2 separate regions of the Gossypium hirsutum genome follow, and region 1 is linked to region 2. Evidence: chromatin contacts called from public Hi-C data. All regions are on one chromosome and are shown on one strand. The core of a region is the stretch at or near the end of the contact, and the rest is flanking DNA. Distances in the headings are between cores, read along the strand shown. Region 1 holds the start of LOC107948413 (shikimate kinase 1, chloroplastic). Region 2 holds the start of LOC107948411 (programmed cell death protein 2-like).

Evidence for each region. Hi-C and Micro-C count contacts between places; a contact is called where the count stands out from the background.
Region 1: a contact with region 2 is called in a Hi-C map of leaf, with 2.5 times the contacts expected there. The contact joins the promoter of LOC107948413 here to the promoter of LOC107948411 in region 2. A contact is called at or near these places in 16 of 34 Hi-C or Micro-C datasets (callus, fibers, hypocotyl and 3 more).

The regions. Positions count from the first base shown.
Region 1 is chrD11:42,255,207-42,260,423 of Gossypium_hirsutum_v2.1, reverse strand. LOC107948413 (shikimate kinase 1, chloroplastic) reads right to left here and starts at 3,919. Exons shown (of 11, transcript XM_016882952.2): 1 at 3,662-3,919; 2 at 3,289-3,505; 3 at 2,632-2,690; 4 at 2,347-2,401; 5 at 2,185-2,257; 6 at 1,278-1,365; 7 at 467-549; 8 at 234-366; 9 at 67-145. The coding sequence starts at 3,499.
Region 2 is chrD11:42,065,024-42,069,866 of Gossypium_hirsutum_v2.1, reverse strand. It overlaps LOC107948411 (programmed cell death protein 2-like), which reads left to right and starts at 3,564. Exons shown (of 7, transcript XM_016882949.2): 1 at 3,564-3,795; 2 at 4,128-4,217; 3 at 4,323-4,420. The coding sequence starts at 3,703.

The DNA of each region.
Region 1 (5,217 bases), core at 2,670-5,169, 190 kb before region 2:
TACACTATCTTGTCCGAACATAACCTAGACCATAAAAGTACAAGACACAGGTTTAACTATACATACCTTCCAATGAAACCCTGGCATTTGCTTTAGCATAATTTTTACCCCTCTGCTCCAAAAGGTAAGACAGACGTTTTAAAGCCTGTAAAAGGGTCAGAATGTCAAAAACTTGCTAGACCATGTAAACCAAGTCCACGCAAGGAAAGTAAATAAAATCAGCAACAGACTACCTTTGTATATGGATCACCATCTTCATAATGCAAAAGGGGACGAGAATGAGTACCTACTGCAGCAATCCTTTGTGCCAAGGCTTCCAAAGGTACATCTAACCAAACAACAATCCCCTTCTTCTGCATATAGTCCCTGATAAACCAAATAAAAGAGTCAGACTGTTATAGTTTATGCAACAGAAAATCGAACCAACGCAGAGAGAAGAATCTAAACTAATTAAATTCCTGTTTACCAGTTCACATCCAGTACAACTGCACCTCCACCAGTAGAAACAACAAGTTGTTTCTTTGAAGAGAGCCTCTGTAATACCTCAGTCTTATAGACAAGAAGAATATAAAAGATTCAGTTCAATTGGAAAAATCCGCAATATATTATAATGACAACAATTATGATGACTAAATTGGTCCTCCACGCAATCATAAATAATGGTCCTAGAATAAGTGATGATAAAGACTAAAATCAGTTAGCAATTTGTCTAATTCTTTTCTTTCGTAAATTTGCTATCTCTGGCTTACAGTGGCCTCCCTTTTATATTAGTGAAACTCAGCCCAAACCAACTTCTGAATGTTGGTCAAATTTACATGTCTGCCAATAATCTTCTATAACAAGGTTCATTACAATGAAAACTTATATCATCTAATTCTTCATATGACTAGCAGCAGAGGTCCTACTTAAGTGAGATTAATACTGGTTTACAATCTTCTACGATAGCACAAAAAGGCAGAGATTGACCCTTATATCTCCATTATGTTTTAGCTAAAAAAAGATTAAATTAAACTTAAAAATAAATAACTCAAACCAACTCAATAAAAAAACTTAAATTTGAAACAAAAGGCATAATTCCAAAAAGATTAATTTTAAAGTAGAAGAAGACTCAAACACTCAATCCAAAAATATTGCCATGAAAATTTTCACAGTCCTCCAATTTTAGAAAAATGACGGCTTACTTTACTGCATGATCATCAACATAAGTAATGATTCAAGTAAAATACACTGAAGGATGAAAGAATATGTGCATAAAGAGAGGGAGTTTGCTGACTTACCTCCTTTTTTCTGAAGAAACTCTCCCCATGAAGCTTAAATATTTCAGCTACAGACATTCCATTCACCTCCTGCTCTATTAATATGTCACTGAAAATTATAGAATAAAGCTGTTCTTGAGACACAAATTAAAAAGTTGGTTTAGCAATCTTACCTTGGCAATTGGTAGACATCAAGGAAGGAATAACACTTCTAATATTCAACCTAGACAATTTACGTATCAAAAATGGACCAAGTCCTTGGACAGTGGAGTCTAATCTGAACATATTAATGCCCAAATTATTTAAATAATGCATGATCTCAACCCATCATTAGCTCTTGTGACCAAGACCACTAATTCCACCCTACAAACCATAGAGGACAATATGCCACAAAGAACTAGGAAACTCATGAAGAATGTTTCCATAGCTTCTGCATGTTAATTTTCTTCTTTCCAGTATCTTAATGGAGAATGAAAATGACATAGGAGCATTTATTTATATTATAATATTTTATTATTTCAGTTTTATGTTATAACCTTTATTTTATATATTAGATATATTATATATGGATAGGGTTATTAGTTATCTTTAGGGTTTAAACCTAAGGCTAGGAATAAAACTTTATTTGCAAAAAAGCCTAGTAACTTCACTTGCAAGAAAGAATGCCTATATAAATAAGTTGTAGCTTTTACAGCCATCATCATTATTCTTATTATTTTTCTATGAAATAGTATAAAGAAACAAGAGGTTCTTTTTAAACCCCAAGCTTTTTAGAGTTCCAACTTCTTTCTTCTTTTTTGTTCAGACCAAATTCTTTCTATTGATTCACTGCTGGTTTCCCCCCTTAAACCACACCAATTTTGCCATTAGAACATCAGAAGATTACAACTATAGGACTCACTACTAACAAACAATTCACAGTACAAACCTGTCACAAAATGAATAACCGAGTACATGGGAGAGAATTTTGCCCACTGTAGTTTTTCCAGAGCCCATCAATCCTGCAGATTCATGTTGATAAAGTTTAGATACCAAAGAAAGTAAATCTTTGACAGCACAAACTTAGAAAACTTGGAGAAAAGAAACTGACCAACAAGATATATACTGTGCCCATTTAAATATGGCTCAACCTCTAGTGACTTATTCTGCAAATTTTATTCACATAATGTAAGATACAGCAGCAGAACAAATCTCAGATGCAGCACAAGTTAGCTTCTCTTTCCAGTGTTTGAGGCCTTAACTAAAAACTAAAATATCACTGGAAATAGATGCCAAAACACTAAATGGAAGAGATTAAAAAAAAAGGAGGTATCTAATCACCATATCATACTTTATAAACCAAAGATTAAAATAATTACAGGGAATTTTATCATACCTTTAACATTAAAGCTTCATCATAAGGTGCATGAATGCTGCCAGTTTCCATTGTTGAAGCTGCGAAATAACATTTTAACACATAACATCATGGGGATCAATCATATGTGTGATAAAATTTAAAATTCTCAAGAACAATTTAGCCACCTAGGGTCTGAGTTGTATTGCTCTCACTTTGGAGAATCTCAACATGAACAAAACATGCTAGTTTCATCCTATGGTAAAACAACATGAAATTCAACCAAGATTAAATGGTACAACTTAGCAGAAAAGTGAGAACATGAAAGGAGACTGGCATTTGACAGAAGGCAGAGACAAAATGATTTCTAATCTACGCTCCAAGTATTACAAATGGTTATATTAGGAAATTTAACAAAACCCTGCGTCATATCCGCACATTAAAAAACAATGGAATTTACTATCAGGTCAATAGTAAATTTATAGTGTCATGTGCAAAAGTTGCCAAAGTTTCTTTCCTGCCTATTTTCCTTTAAAACGTTGCTATCCTTTTATTCCAATTTTACCTTAAATTTTCGAAATTCAACATATCATGAAAAAGATTTAGAAAGAGAGAGGACTTTAATAAATGAATCAATTGTACAAATATGATAAACGAAATTACAACAGTCATAAAATTGGCATATCAATTTTGTTTCACCTGAAAAGTTCGTATAGGAAGAGCAGGAAACCTCCAAAGAGACTGATCTATGTCGATTGGAAGATGTCTGAACCGGAAAGTGGGCCGAAACAACCACCCGGGTCTTGTGTTCTTGCTTCGCTATCCGATCGAACCGCAAAGAACCAGTCGATTTTCTCCCAAACCTAATCCATGTCGGATAATTCAACTTGCATGCAACTCCTGCCTCCATTTTCAGCTTCCAACCGCCCCGGATTCAATAAAATTTTCAAAAATAAAAATTCTCAGTTTTTCTTTTACTAATTAATTCAAGAGAAATTTATGCAGAAATTAGTTAATAATAAAGCTAATTAACTTTAACAACAGAAATTTCAAGCAAAACTTATGAACTTACCTCGATTAATTAATAAAGATAAAATGAAATTCGTGAAGGGCTATTGCTCTCTGACTTTGTATTAAAGAAGAGAAGGCTCGTTTATAATCTATTACTGTAATATTTTTAGAAATGCAGTTTGCTTTTTCTGGCAGGGATGCATTTTAAAGCGGCGACTGGAGTATGGAAACTGTATACAAATTTTATATATACCTCTTATTATATTTAAACAGTGCAGCAATGATGACGTGGAAGCAAGGGCATTCCCACCAACCAATTCCCCCCGGCAAGGAGGGGTTGGTAGCAAGCATTCAGAGGAAGGTGAGGTGAGGGGTTGCTTTCGTGGGCTCATTCTTGGGGTAGTTGTTATTCACTCTACTGCTGCCACGTTTTAGTTTCATAAATTACTCTTTTTATTTACTATTTATCACCACTATAAACCTTGTGGTCAGTAAGGGTAAGCATTCGATCGAATCGAGTCGAATTGAAAATTTTTAAATTAATTGAGTTTTCGAATCTCATTTTATCATTCTAACTTTATTTGAAGTTTTCTCGAATCGAGTCAAGTGAGATGGGCATTCGAATCGAATCGAATCGAATATATTTGTTCGAGTTAAATTTTAAAAAATAATTTTGGGTCCTTGTAACTACTGTCACCCATCGTAATAAAATTTGTCCACCTTAATAATTTTTTTATTAACTTTCATCACCTCGTAATTCATTTATTAATTTTTTATATACTGGTTAGCTTCTTTGCTTGCTTAGTTGTTTCAATTATCTTTAGATTCTTGTCACTATGTATTTTGGAATTAAAAAATATATTAAATGTAAAAATATGATTTTTTAATAAAAGTTATTTTAAAAAAAATATGAAATTGATACAAATATAAAATTTTAACAAGAATATTTTATCACATAATTAATAATTCAATTTTAATATAGATATTCAATATGACTAAACAATTCAATAAAATAAATAATATAAAATGTGAAATTTAATTTAATAATATAAATAGTAGATATAAATAAAATTATTACTATTTATGTTTAGTGTTTTTTTTTGGATAATTTTGATTTTTTATTTGAGAGTAAAGAGTGAGAAGTAAAAGTTTAGAGGGAAAATAAAAAGTTTTGGGGAATAAAAGTTTGAGGGAAAATAAATAGGGGACTAAAATTTTGGAGGAAAAATATTAAAAAAAAATTTGGAGGGGGGAGGGTTTGGGGTAGATGTAGGGGTGTGCAAAATTCGGGTAAAATCGAAAAAATTCGGTTAACCGACCGAATTAGGTTAATCGGTCGGTTAACCGAATTTTTTCTGTCGGGGGTCGGTTAATTATTTTTTGATTTTTCGGTTAACGGTTAATTCGGTTTGAAACCGGTCGGTTAACCGAATTTTTTCGGTTTAATCGAAAAAATTAATAAATAAAATTATAATATATAAATAGGCCCACTATTCACCTAAACCCAATCTAAACCCAAGTATTCAACCCAACCCAATTATCCAACCCAACCCAATTATAAAAATTACAAATAATTTAATAAATAAAAATAAAATTATAAAAATAAGACTAAAACTA
Region 2 (4,843 bases), core at 2,315-4,814:
TCATAGTCTACTTAAGATATCAAGGAACATGGAATGGACTATGCAAGTGTGACTATTCCATGACTTGTGTCCAATCTAGAGATAAATGACTTAAGGATTATTGCATGAAAGGTTAATCATAAAAGGTTATATCGAATCATGATTTCTTGTGACTTAGGTAGCAATGATGCATTGCTAGGGGCCACTCATTGTTTGTAACATTGGACTCGTTCTAGTATTACTGCTAACGTTACAAGAACCTACAAGGTCACACTCTATAGTTGAAATGAACAGAATAAAACATAGTTGGTATTGTGTTTGGTTATCGCTTGAATTTAATTAATTATAGAATTAATTTAATTGGGTAATCAAATATCGAACACATTATATGTACAAGGTTGTTGTACGCATAATGAACATGAATTTGGTTAGTATATAAATTCAAATAAATATATAGTTTACCGAAATCATTATTATAATTAATGCAATTATAATTTTTGGTTTAAAAAACATTGATATATTTATTTAATTTTAAGAAACCCTAAAAAGGGGTATAAAATCCCATTTTTCTTTGCTTGGTGGGTCTAGCAACCGTCAAAGCAAAATCTTCTCAAAAATAGTTTTTGGGATTCTTTCCGTTTATTGTCAACAGGGTGGATTACGTAGAGGCCGAAGTCACGATAGATTGCGGCTAGATTCGATAGCAGATCAGATTACTCGTTGTCGAGGCATTGCTGTTTACTTAGAATCACCATTCGGTAATTTCGAAACCCTTTTTCACCCCGATTCGTTCCTCACATATGGATCCATGGTTAGGATCGCTGGATGCTTTATTTTTCCGCTGCGCCGTAGGGGTGCCGACGTTCCAACGGGTATATGGCGCAAGACCATAGATGAAAGAGGCTATGGCAATATGGTATAAAGTATGTAGCGTGAGACCATAGATGAAAGATGTCATGGTGGCATTATACACGGTAATGATAATGGTGTAAGACCATAGATGAAAGACACCATGACAGCAAGGTAAATGGTATAGGGTATGTGGTGTAAGATCATAGATGAAAGATGCTATAACAACTAGATTCATGAGTAAGACCATGGATTAAAAACTTTATGACATCACAAGATAGTACGTCGGGACGACGGATCGGTTTAAGACCATAGATATATGACTCCATGGCATCCACAAAGCAAGTCCATTGGGACAGTAAACACGAAACAAAGTAAGTCCGCTGGGACAGTAAACACAAAACAAATAAAGTCCATCGGGACAATAAACACTGGCTCTGTTTGCAGAAACATGAGAAAAAAGATAAGAAGGGTATAAGACCATAGCTCAGCTATGACAACCCATAGAGTCTGCCAGAAAACAGACACGGTAAATCTGCCAAAACTTCAAGCGAAGGGTAAATGGCCAGAGTGCCAAGTATGGGAAAACCACAAAGGTGGAAGAAAAGTTTAAGGAAAGCATGAGTATGACAAGCAAATCATAAGGTATCCGCCAAAATGTTGAATGCGGTAGGGATAAAGGTGAAAGCCAAATTTGGAATAAGGTATGGGCGAAGACCCAACGAGAATTTAAAGAAGATAGGCTAGGCGAGAGTTGACCTTGTTATGGAAATGTAAGACATGAGATTATCCAAGGATCACAAGATATGATCCGCAATCATGAGCTACTAAGAAGAGTGCAATAAAGAGGTATAGGAGAAGTGAGATGACAAGCTCATATAGTTGCAGGGGCAATAACCTGTTAGTTTCGCAAGTTGGACTGCCATTCACTTATGGGGTAGAAATATACCCAAGAAAGGACTGGTATGAGAGGTAGATTACTGGAAGTAATCCCCCTTCTCCAAACAATAAGGTGGAATAAGGATGGGTTCGCCAAAGTGGTGAGTCGTGCTGAAGGTTAGCACCATATGAAAGAGTTGATGAGTCTTTCTAGACTAGGTATGGAAAGAAAGTGTTTGCCAAGGACTAGCCAGACCATAGAAAGCCACTAAGGATTGGTATGAACAAGTCCACTAAGGAAGGAATGTCCTAAGAATCCTTGGACGGATAGTTGAAAAGGATACCAAAAGGGTTCATAATAAGAAACCGACGAACAACCAGGTTAATTTAAGATCGGTGAGCACTCGTATAAGGGGGAAAGAGTAAGGAAAGAAATATGAGAAGTAAGGAATGAATTCGTCGAGATGGCGAAGTGTCAGGGATACAGTCGAGCGGAGAATTCGACTAGAGGAAGGTTTCATGGCAAGCCAAGTAGCTCGAACAATTGGGTGGAGTCCGCCACCCTAACAAAGCAAACTTGTCTTAAGTGAACAGGGAGTAAATTTATATTTAATTTATTTTACAATTGTGATAGGTTTAATCATGATCGGTATAGGAATTCACTAAGTTCAATCGAACTTACGAAGTTAACTAATTTTAGCAGGACTTGTGAGGATGATCGAGGACTCAAAGAAGAAACGAAACCAAGTAAAGTGAAGATCAAGAATCATTGTTGGATCGAGTCATGCACACAGGGAAAGGACATAATTGGCGGCTTTACTACAGGATCATTAACGACAAAGCCCGATAGCACAATTAGAATCTGGATTTTAGGACAGATAGTCCTTAGTTAAGGTTTAAGATTTGTAGAAGGGCCATTGTAAATAAAAAAATCATATTAGAGATAGGAATCTAAGAGACTAAGCATTTGGTGGCTTAAGGCATTAGTCATAAGAATTATTATTTTTAAATTTTTAAATTTTAATTTAGACTGTTATATAGTAGTTAAGCTAGCAATTATTAAGCATAGGTCCATTTGTGACGCTCCATACCCGGATCCGACGGACAGGTCGGGCATGGGGTGTTACACATGGAAAACATGTTGGCGTTTAGTGATACTATTTGTCATGTGATACTTCCATCACACCTTTAATGTCAAATAACAACACAATAATTTAAATGTTACAAGTCGATAATGTTACTGAAATTAAATTTTGGTGACCAAAACTTTGTTTAAACTAGAGATGTTCATGGGCCAAATCGGGCCAGATTCGGGTTGGGTCTAAGCATGATATTAATATACTTTATGCTTGCCTAAGCTTGGCCCAACCCAAAATATGGGCCTAGAATTTTGCTAAAATTTTTCCCATACCCGCTCATATTTGCAAAAGACTAACCCAAGCCCATTTTAGATCCTTCCATATTATATTTTAAATATTTTTTAAAAATATTTATATTATATTATTTTAATATTAATATTATTTTATTTATTAAAATTTTTTATATAGTCATCTTAACATTATTTAATATTTATATTAAAGTAGTATTATATATTTAGTATAAATTTATTTTTTTAATGCATTATGAATAACATAATATAAAATATTATAAACTTAAAAATAGATCAAATTAATTTAAATCTTAAATGTTCAAATCAGAATCTTACTCTTATTTTAAACTGACTTAATTTTTTATTCTAACCCATTTTTAGAGTTTAATATTTTTTACCAATTTTTTTTAAAATCTGGACGTGCGCGTGGAGGAATAACTTACCCAATAAGTCTAATTTAAACAATACATAAATCACTATTTTTTTTAGTTTAACCAAAATTATATATTTCTAACATTTCCCGACTCACTCCCATCCCGTACCCTCTCTCCCTCTCTGTTTACTTGGTTGTGGAGAAACCTTTTTATTTCCAAAGGCATCGGTTTACATCCCTATTTGAAAGCTTGATGAGTAGGGTTGTGCTAGGCTTGCCAGGGCCATGGGCTGAGGATAACCGTGAGCCCTCTGATCATTACACTACCAAAATTGGTGGACTTCCTGTATTTCTCCTTCTCCCTCTTTTCATCTTCATATGTATTCATGTCCTCTGCTAGGTCAAGCCCTTCAGCTGAGTAAATCAATCTTTGTGGGTTTTCAAGCAAAACATGAAGAAGGCTATCTACAAACACATGGGTTAATGTAGTTCGGATTTTGGGTCGTATTTTGATCCTTAAATTAGTGGGTTCGGAGGATATTTAAAGCTTTTGTGCTCCCTCACTAGCCTTCTGCCTTTTCCTTAGACGTCTACTCAGCTAAACCTAGCAGAGGACATCAACAGTTTTTCTTTTTTGGGTTATGTTTTTCTATAACTTCAACTTTGTTCTTTTAACAGGATTGGCCTCTTCCTATAGAGGCTTTGAAGTTCAACCCTACACTTATTCACTGCACACAATGTGGAAGTAAACTCTGTCTTGTTGCTCAGGTTTTTCTTATTCTAACTCTAATGCATTTTCTTCCTGTTGTTGCCGACAAAACTTTTAACATTTGAATCCAATAATTTATATTATTTGGCTAAATTCCTGTTAAGGTTTATGCTCCAGTTTCAAGTGGAACTTTGAACATAGAAGACCGTCTACTTCTTGTTTTTGGTTGTGTGACACCAAATTGTGGTAGCTCTCCTCTCAGGTTGTTTCTCTGATTTGTTTGTTTGACCCTTGTTTATCATTTAAACATGATTCTTTTAACTGCATAGGTGTTATGTTCTCTTTTAGTCAGTGTTGTCAAGGCGTGTTCTTAGGTGCGCCGGCGCGCCTTGGCACTGGACAGCAAAATCGCCTTAGGCCCTTTCAGGAGAAGTCCATTTAATCAGGTGCACACCTACTGCACGTAGGCACCTACTTTTGTAAGGCGATAGCCTTTAAAAAAGCCTGCCTAATTGAAGTTATCCTTAATTTCTTTTAATTTTCACTTTTTTTCGTTAGATATGCCTTAGTAAAAAGAGGATAGTACCAGACTCTAATACATCTTAATATTTGAGTATTCAACAATAGACATTGACCATAGGGAAATCAAGTATATTGACCAACAAAAAAAATGCATGTTTTGTAG